Regions from separate parts of the Sus scrofa genome. Here region 2 is linked to region 1. Evidence: chromatin contacts called from public Hi-C data. All regions are on one chromosome and are shown on one strand. The core of a region is the stretch at or near the end of the contact, and the rest is flanking DNA. Distances in the headings are between cores, read along the strand shown. Region 1 has its middle 270 kb from the start of AKR1E2. Region 2 has its middle 380 kb from the start of AKR1E2.

Evidence for each region. Hi-C and Micro-C count contacts between places; a contact is called where the count stands out from the background.
Region 2: a contact with region 1 is called in a Hi-C map of skeletal muscle, with 2.0 times the contacts expected there. The contact joins two enhancer-like sites. A contact is called at or near these places in 4 of 47 Hi-C or Micro-C datasets (embryonic fibroblasts, heart right ventricle and skeletal muscle) and 1 of 2 datasets of contacts at active chromatin or transcription factors (skeletal muscle).

What each region holds. Positions count from the first base shown.
Region 1 is chr10:65,959,523-65,964,166 of Sscrofa11.1, reverse strand. No RefSeq gene overlaps it. Among named protein-coding and RNA genes, the nearest start is that of AKR1E2, 270 kb to the right of the region's middle. Within about 2 kb of position 2,541, at least 6 of the 83 cell types and tissues checked have an H3K27ac peak or open chromatin away from gene starts, as enhancers often do. A contact at or near this core is called in skeletal muscle, where this site is marked.
Region 2 is chr10:66,066,544-66,071,100 of Sscrofa11.1, reverse strand. No RefSeq gene overlaps it. Among named protein-coding and RNA genes, the nearest start is that of AKR1E2, 380 kb to the right of the region's middle. Within about 2 kb of position 1,705, at least 26 of the 83 cell types and tissues checked have an H3K27ac peak or open chromatin away from gene starts, as enhancers often do. A contact at or near this core is called in skeletal muscle, where this site is marked.

The DNA of each region.
Region 1 (4,644 bases), core at 1,292-3,791:
TTATTTCCAGGTATTCAAAATGTGATTCATTTATACCATTAATACTTTGTAAAACCACCCAGTTAAACATGGCAGCATTTACCACAGCCATAAGATGACAACATCCTTTTAAAACTTGGACGCACGATCCATACATCCTGCTGAGTAGAGAAGCTGGAACCAATGAAATTAACAACAGATTTTTCTTCCCATGGCCGTTTAGGCAGTTGTGAGTCTCCTGACAATTTTGAAGAGGAGGAGAATAGGAATTTGGGGTGGTAAGTGAAACAGATCATGTCTCATTGTTTTTAGATTCATGTCAGTTTTGACAATGAGGGGAATGTCAAGACCCGAGGTTCTTTGGCCACAGGGAGATCCGGTGAATATTCCTGTCCTGACAGATTTTAGGGCTGACGTGATTTCTGTAAGCGTCTTCAATTCCAGAGCGCCATTGTACAAATGTGTCTTTTAATTCTACACCTACCTGTGAGTTTTCTTCCTGTTTTGTTAGACAATTGAGATAAAATTTCAATGTTTTTATCTAAAATTATTGTACATATATATGTATGTGTTTGTTTGTTTTGGAAGCTGGAGGAAGAAAAAGGAAAGCAGTCATGGAAGAGGTAACTTGCTTTCTTGTTTCCATCAGAGTCTTGAATTTCATGGAGATCTGTGAAAACAACTGTCCTGGAATCTTCCAAAGTTTCAAGGTCATGAAAGACAAGGAAAGTCTGAGAGCTATTTCAGACTGAAGGAGACTAGAGAGATCGGGCAATTTAATGCAGGATGTCATCTGAGTTGGCTCTTCTAGATTCCCGGGGGAAATTATGGGAACAGTTGGCAAAACTTGAATGGGCCTCTAGGTTAGATGATGATAACGTGTAATGTTAATTTCCTGATTTTGATGTATATTGGTTGTGAAGGAGAATGTTCTTGTTTATAAGAAATATGCACTAAAGCGTTTAAGCTGGATGAGACACTGTGGTTCAGGAGGAAAAAAAAGATTCTTTGAGTCCTGCAAATACCTTTTCATTTGAAATTATTTCTAGGAGTTCCCCTTGTGGCTCAACAGTAACAAACCCAGCTAGTACCCAAGAGGATGCGGGTTTTATTCCTGGCCTCATTCAATGGGTTAAGGATCTGGTGTGAGCTATGGTGTAGGTTGCTGTGAGCTGTGGTATAGGTCACAGATGTGGCTCAGATCTGGAATTGCTGGGGCCGTGGTTTAGGCTGGCAGCTGCAGCTCTGATTTGAGCCCTAGCCTGGGAACTTCCATATGCCACAAGTGTGGCCCTAAAAAGCAAAAAAAAAAAAAAGAAAGAAAGAAAAGGAATAAAATTATTTCTAAATTACAAATAATCTAGAGTTATTTCGTTGGACAGACAACAAAAAGATATGCAAAACCAGTGGAAATTATTGCTTATCAAAATTTTTAATTCAAAAAGAGAAGGTGGTTTATGTCATTCCCAGGCAACTAACCCAAAGTGATATTATGACATCTCTTTCTTTTGACTTTGCATTTTATGAAGTCCGGAGAGGCACTAGGTCAGAGCTGTATGATACAGGAAAGACATTTATGAGGTATTTGTTACTTGCTGAATGATGATTAAAAAGGATTGACCATTCTGTTAGAAGTTATTTAACAGAAGTCTTGATATAATATCTCTGTAATTCTTGTTCCTCAAGAACATTGGTGGGAAAGCTTTCATATGCAAAGCTTGGATGAACCTTGGGAGAGAGATACCAAAAAGAATGTGAATACATTTAGAGGGGTTGTGAACATCAGAGGAACGCTATAGCCTGTCGTAGATAATAGAAATAAGTATGATGCTTAAAATAGGTGATTCGGCTTATGGTTTAGCATGCAATGTTCCATAGCTTGGGGGAAGTATGATAAAATCTTTCATGAAAAATACACGCTTTCCTACGTACCACCGAATACTAATTCACAGCCAGTATGAGCCAGGAAAAATTGTTTGATAAAGACATTGCTTAGCCCATTAGCGGATGTGTTACTCAATTTTCTAAAGCTATTAGCGCTTTGAGAGAATAAATTCCTGGAGCCATTTCCAGCTTCCCCTCTCATGTTAGTGTATTTATGTCATATTTGGAATCCCTTTGAAGCCATTCAGATGTTTTAGTCGCTTATAAATTTGCTTTCCTGAACATGTGTTTTTGTGCCATTCATTATGATGTATGTGAGTTTTTTGAGAATAACTTCAGACGAGGCATTATTTACTGATTGTTTCTAATGGTCACTTGTACTCGTGAGTCTATACTTCTTTATGCACAGAACCTTTTGGCATTTTACTTACAAGGTTTTTTACAACGTGTATTTATTTGCAGCATGAAACCCTAGGAGATGAAAAAAAGGAAACCTGAAGAGCAGATGCTCTGAGTTATTTCTGAGGCCCATCTGGAAGGAAGGTCTTGGCGAAACATCCTCTGTACGTCTGCTTCGCTCTTTTCTCTTTGCAGCTGCTTCCTCTGCCTCACTCTTCCACATGGTAGAAGTCAAGGCTGCCAAAAGTTTCCAACGTGGTAAGGATCCAGCCTGTGGGAAGGAAATAGCACAGGTCTCTTACTCCCAGCTGCAAAGTCCTTGGAATGAGCTGTGACTAGCCTAGTCTAAGTAGCTGATTGCAGCCAAAATACAAGGCCAATGCAAGGACTGGGAGTCACCCATGTGACCACGTGGGCTGCAGATGGGTCAGCCCTCAGTCAGAGACTGGCGGAGGGGGCTTGGCAAATCATCCAGCAATTGCTCGTTAAAATTGTGATGAAAAACAATGTTAATAATTATCCAAACCCGTCTGATTAAGTAAAACATCTACTTAAGAGCGTAGTAAAATCTCTGTCTTAAAAGTGGATTTCTATGGGGACAGAACATCTCCGATTGGACACGTCGTCAAAGCCAAACTGAATTTCAGTGATTATTTGTATGTATCTATAATACCACCTCAAAAATCTGCAAGAGACCAAATGTTAGACTTGGTGACGCAGAAATTCATACCATGGAGCATCGTCAATTTTGTCTTTCCAATCCTCTCCATCCAGCAGAAAGCAACATCTCAAAGTCTGGATCGAACCTTTGTGTATATGCATATTTACATACAGTTACATGTCTATAGTTTTAAGTTTAGGTATATTTGGGGATAAGGAAGAAAGATGGCCATGCAGCGGGAGACTCGGAAAATAATAAATGTCGGATGTCGGAAGTGGTTTGGATCTGACAAGCAGAGCTAGAGATCTGAGTTCTCAGTTTTCAGGCACTCTCCTAACAGTCTCTGTAATTCATTTCAGAGCTCCGCTACCCCTCGTGAAATACGTCTGGCATTATTTCTAAAAGCGCTTTGTACGAGGACATCTTGCTCAATTATGAGGGATGATTTCGAAGGGCACACCAGGCTCTCAACTAGAAAACATATTTACACTGTTTATAGGAACAGCTCTCCTCCCCTGTGTTAGAAAGTGATTCTTCCCAGACCTTTGCAGAGAGAGAGCAGAGGGGTCGAATGCAACTGCACCTAAGCAGGTCTGGCATCGGCACTCATACCTCTGTGATAGTTCTGTGACGGCTGTTTCTACGCCGAAAAGGTACATGCATCTCCTTGGGCGTGCACCATCACAAATGGATACAGCTGCAGCATCAGCACCTGTTTCCTCTGTCCTCTGGGGCTCTGAAATCCTACTGAATCTGCTGCCAATTTCCTTTCTTTGTTTTATACTCAGCGAAGTGAGGAGGTAAGGGGAAAATAAGGTAACAAAAGGATTCAGAAAAAAAGAGCTTCTCTTTAAAATATTGCTGCCTATTTCTACTAAGATCAGTCCTCTATGTTTATTCTCAGGTACAGATCTTCCGCTTTTAACTTGAGCAACTATCTCAGTACATTAGATTTGTTAGGCTATTTTTTAACTTTAATACAGTATTAAGAAGCAATAGTGGATTCCTGGACGTGTCAAACTATTTTTAGGCTAAAAAAGCATTTAAATAAGAAATGCAAAAAAAAAAAAGTGTCAGAATATAGCACCTTTAGAGATTGAAATAGATTTATAGAACCTCTGGTTCATAAAATCACAGGATCATCCATCCTGATCCTTTGACCTTACGCCTTGCATTTTGAGCTGGGTATTCAAAGCAAGGACTGCCGTGGGCCAATTCCCCGTGGAAGGCATTTCTCTTACTGAAGTTCTGGCAAAGCTCTGGGCTTCCCGCGCACCAGCCCAGTGTCCTTCCCGTGTACAGCTCGTGTGATTTCTCTTCCAGGATAAAGGTATCTTTTCATATTAAGTCCAAAGTGAAGATAAAATAGTAGCTTGTTACCATATCCATATCCAAAGATAAAACTTTCTGAAGCTCAGAGGACTCTCGTTAACCTTTCATTTCTGTGATTATATTAGTGTGGGCTCTATATTCCATTTTCATATGGCCCTAATTTTATTTCAGATATATTCTAATAACCTCAGATGGGGATAATTTTATTTCTTTCTTTTTTTTTTTTTTTTTTTGCTTTGCTATTGTACATCATGATTAGCTAGGGGATTTTTATTTATTTTTATTTTTTTTAATTTTTCTTTTTTTGTCTTTTTGTTTTTTAGGACCACACCAGCAGTATAAGGAGGTCCCCAAGCTAGGGGTCGAATCAGAGATACAGCCGCCAGCCT
Region 2 (4,557 bases), core at 456-2,955, 110 kb before region 1:
AGGTAACCTTTCACTCACTAACAGACTGAATTTGTTATTTCTGGGTATAGGAAGTCTTCATCTTTGTCCCAAAGCTGTCTATTAAAAAGACAGGCATGTAGTCCACAGGCAGGAAGAGAAAGTCCATCCCCACCGAGCAAGGAAGTAAAAGGCAGTGACCCAATGTGGAGTAAGAACCTAGAAAGCCACCTGTATCACTCACACCTACTACCGCTCGCGAGTCTAGGAAAGACGCCTCTACTTTATTTTTCCTTCCTACCACAGTGAGTTGAAAGGTAATGACGGCTCCACCTGCTGAACGCTCGGATGCTGAGGAGAAGCCGTAACCGTGGATGTGGGCGCCTCTCCCGCTATCACAACCATGTCTAAGTAGGGTTGCACTTTCACAGCTTTCAGAGGAGGTTAGAACTCAGCTGCGGTTGGGGCTGAATCCCTATGCCTGACCGAGTGCCTACGGCGCTCAGACATAAAAGCAGACCCATGATTTGCGCAGCGCTTGGAACTGAAAAGGCTGGGCTCCAGGACATACAGACTTGGTCCCCAGGCCTGAGGTGCCTGGTGGGAGACTGGGCACGTGGTGTCATGGATACTTGAGAGGAAGCCCCACGAGATCCTGGTCAACTGCAGCCGTCCAGCGTAGGGACGTGGGTATATCAACCGGATGCAGCCACGTGCGGATTCTGGATGAAGGTCAGTGGGGCCTGTTACTGGGCGTTGCTAACAGGTGCCAGGCGATGTGAAGGCTGCCTGCCCAAAGATCGCAGACAGCCCTGCCGTCTCCCCATACCATGTGTCAGGACATCTAGTTCAAGGCCTGGGGGCCCCGTGGGTGCCCTGGGACCTCCCTCCGCCTTGATTCCTCACTTGCACGCAGGAGTGGCCATACTCACCACCCAGGCATGACGTCAAGACTCAGCTGAGATAGGGCGTGACGTCGGAATCACAGAGAACAGAAACACAGCACGTCCTTAATAGGTACTAAAATTCTTCCCATTTTTCAAATTGCTTTGAAAAAACAAACTGCTTTGCTATCCAGAGAGGACGGCCAGAAAAACAGCATAATTCCTGCTCTGCTCTTTGAGCGTTTACTCACACGTGTGTTTATTTTTTCCCATAATAATGCACAGGAAATACACTACATCTTCCAAGTGCTGGCCGATTCTGTTTATGTTTGTTTGCACACTGAGTCCCTGATGGACAGAGGTCGTCGGGAGGCCTCCGTGCTCCGGGGCCCAGTGAACGCTGGGTTACCGGGACAGCCCTTTCCACTGAGGCAGCGGCATTCTGCCCACGATCTTTCACGTGGGTTTGATGACTTTTCACATGCCTCGTGAAAAAAATTTATTTTTTCCTTTTTGGCTGTGCTTCTCTCACAATACAAACTCCCTCTAAAACTGATGGCAGACTTTATTTGAACGCACAAGTACATTCCAGCTTGAGAATGAATCAAAGCCACATTTTTTTCCGTAGGATAAAGACACTGTATCACTGAGCTTTTGTGTGTCCTCACAGATGCGCCTCTCCTCGGCCTGGACGTGAGCTGTCAAAATCGTACTTTGTGGCTCTACGTGTCTACTGACGGGAGCTAGGAATCAGGGGGAATACTAAGGCCACTGAAATTTCCAGCTGCCTACATTTCTACGCTGAGTAATTCTGCCCGCCCCAAAAGCAAATATTTAGAACGAGTCCATGCTGACTCATGATGGAACCTTCAGGACAAAATGAACACATTGTTTCTGCTCCCTGTGCCCCAAGGGTGGGGACCAGGCAGTCCTGCCTTTAAATAGTCACAGGTTGTGTCAGTGACCTTCGTGTCCCCTCCTGATGACTCACAGGCCTAACCTCAGTTCTTACTGGTGCCACCTTTCAAAAATGTCTGTTTTCACTCCTGAGCACCTCTTCTCTCTAAAAGGGTACGGCAGCAAGTGTCCATTTCCCTCTGCCTCATAAATGAAAACGAACGATGTTGAACAAAACAAAATAGGAGTGTTTAGCCCCGAATGATGCCGCCGCAGCCGCCTTCCGCGCCGAGTGCGCCCCTTCCAGTCAGTCGAGACGCCCATGACATTTGCTGTCACAGGAATCCGGCCCGAAGCAGTTTCGTAAGTTTTCTATCACTGGTTGGCGTGTGGGGGCCGAGACAGAAATGGAGAAGGGAAAAATACGGTGGAGAGAGCCTTGGACTGACTGGGGTAGGATGATGTCAGCAAAACAACGTGGAGCCAGAAGCAGGGAGCCCTCTGTCCCCGCCTGCCTGGGACTGAAGGGTGTGGGGAACCCCTGGCTCTCTGCCGACACCAGGGACAGGTTCGGATATGCAGTCCCCCTTTTACTCCACGAAAGGCCTTTGGGCAAACCAGCGTCTCTGGGCCGCGGCGTCTCGCTGGCGCAGAGGATACTACATCTGCTCTTGGGTTTCACGGAGCAGAGATGCCGTGGGCAGAGAATGGTCTGGACACCGTGAGCCTCCCGTGGCCTCAGCCTTCCTGCATTTAGCTCCACCAATCCCCGCAACAACCCTGCCGCGCGGCAAAGGGGATCATTCGCGCCCCTTCTCTGTGCAGAATGAACTCCGCCCTCGTCAGGTCACCGCCAGGGGCCAAGCTCCGCCCTGACCCAGGCCCTGTCCACGCTCTCACCAGCTGTGCCATCTGCACCAGTAAATAATACGGACTGTTCTCATCATTATCTTCACATAAAAATACAGAAGACCGCCTGGCCGTCCTCATCGCTGCGCCCCTCCTCACACAGAGCAGTGACCCCAAAGCACCAAACTTGCCAGGTCGTGTTACCCGCGGCCCCAGAATCAGAGAGGGGCTGCCTTCTCGGGCCTGTGAAAGTCCCGCGGGGTCCGAGCAGTCCCCCACGCCAGGGCTGGGCTCGGGAGGAGGGGTCCCAAGGCAGAGGGCCTGCGCCTGCCCTCCGCCTCCCACCCATGCCCACTGGCTCCTCCTTGTTCTTCGGCCCCGCGGCCGATGGAGTCCCTGCTCAGGAATCAGATCCCAGCTGCAGGTGTGGGATCTGATTAACCCAGTGTGCTGGGCTGGGGCGCGAACCTGCCTCCCAGTGCTCCAGAGACGCCAGCACACCCTACTCGCCAGAGCGGGAACTCCCTCACCATCACGCTTCAACAGGCTGCTGCCTCCACGCGGGAAATACGCTGTGTCCCCTGCAGAGAGTGGCATGCTCTGCAGCGACTTATTTTGGGGTTTCAAGGAGCTAGGCTCTCGCTTCTTTCTCCAAAATGAACGGAAGCCAGCCACTGCTTCCCCCACATCGCTATCACCAGGGGGCGCGGGGCTCGGCCGAGAACGTCTTCGGGTCCTTGCTCTCCCCCAGCATTTGCTGTCTGCAGCGACCTGGACCCCTGCTCACCAGCCAGGCCCTCCCTGGATGGCGTGTCGGACACTCCGCACTCACGTCACCCTGTGGCCGCGGTCGGCTCAGCTGTGCAGAGCAGTCGATTACACAGAATTCTGTGACGTTAAGAAGCCAAGGGCCCACGATTCTCTTAGCATTTTTTCACGCAGTTAATGTGCCAGGATTCTGCCATTGTCTGGTGTGGGCTTCCCTAGAGCCCAAGCCAAACTCTGCTTGCCTTTCCCATCACTGGCCAATTTTTAATCCACTTGTGCTGATGTAGAGGTTCTTTTTGTTTTCCTTCCTGACACAAGCAGGAAGTTTCCAGAGCCCCAAAGTAAGAGAGCAAATGACTTACATTGCTTATTTCAGCGTAGTTACTTTGTAAATACGGTTTAAAGACTCAGATTTTCTATGAATCACTTATATTCATTTCAGTGAGGTTATTTCCTTCACTTTCAGAAAACGGGGTAATCGTACATGATTCTTTAATGAGAAAAATACTATTACCACCCCTTTTTTCCTTCCTCCTGCTCTCTTGCTGCATGTCTTTCATCAGCTTTTCGGGACCCCCTGAAACCCCGGTCATTGCCGCAGTGCCCTCATTTTTTAAAAGTGTGGTTCAGCCATGAGACATGGACTTGAAATCCAAGTGTCTCCTGGGTGCCTCCCATTGATTTTTGAAATTTCTCCCAGGTTTATAAAAATTAATCAGGTTACCTTTGCTTTTTAGAGTAATGCCTTGTGGCTGGCTCAACCACACCCTCAGTGCTACCGAGAATGTCAGTTCCTCTTGGATTTGTATTTTAGGGGAAAAATCGCTTGTGTTTTATTGACGCAGCCCAACGGAATCAAAACGCCACGGCAAAATAAGCAGGCCAACAAAAAAGCATCGTACTTTTTTCAAAGGCCCTTTAAAGATATACAGTAACACCCAGTTAACTCTGTGCCATTTACTTGACGATTTTCGTGTTGAGAGAACAGAATCGTGGAAGCTAGCCAAAAAGGGACCTTGGGAACCAATATAGGCGATTAGATTGCATCCTGTTCATGAAAGTACATGCGCTTTATTCTTGGGCAATTCTCGCAGGCTTAAGTCATTAATTATTATTACACTAAGCTAAACCCCTCCTCAACATACTGGTATACAAATGCCCAATCCACCAAGAAGTTGACAGAATTATAGTGAACATCATG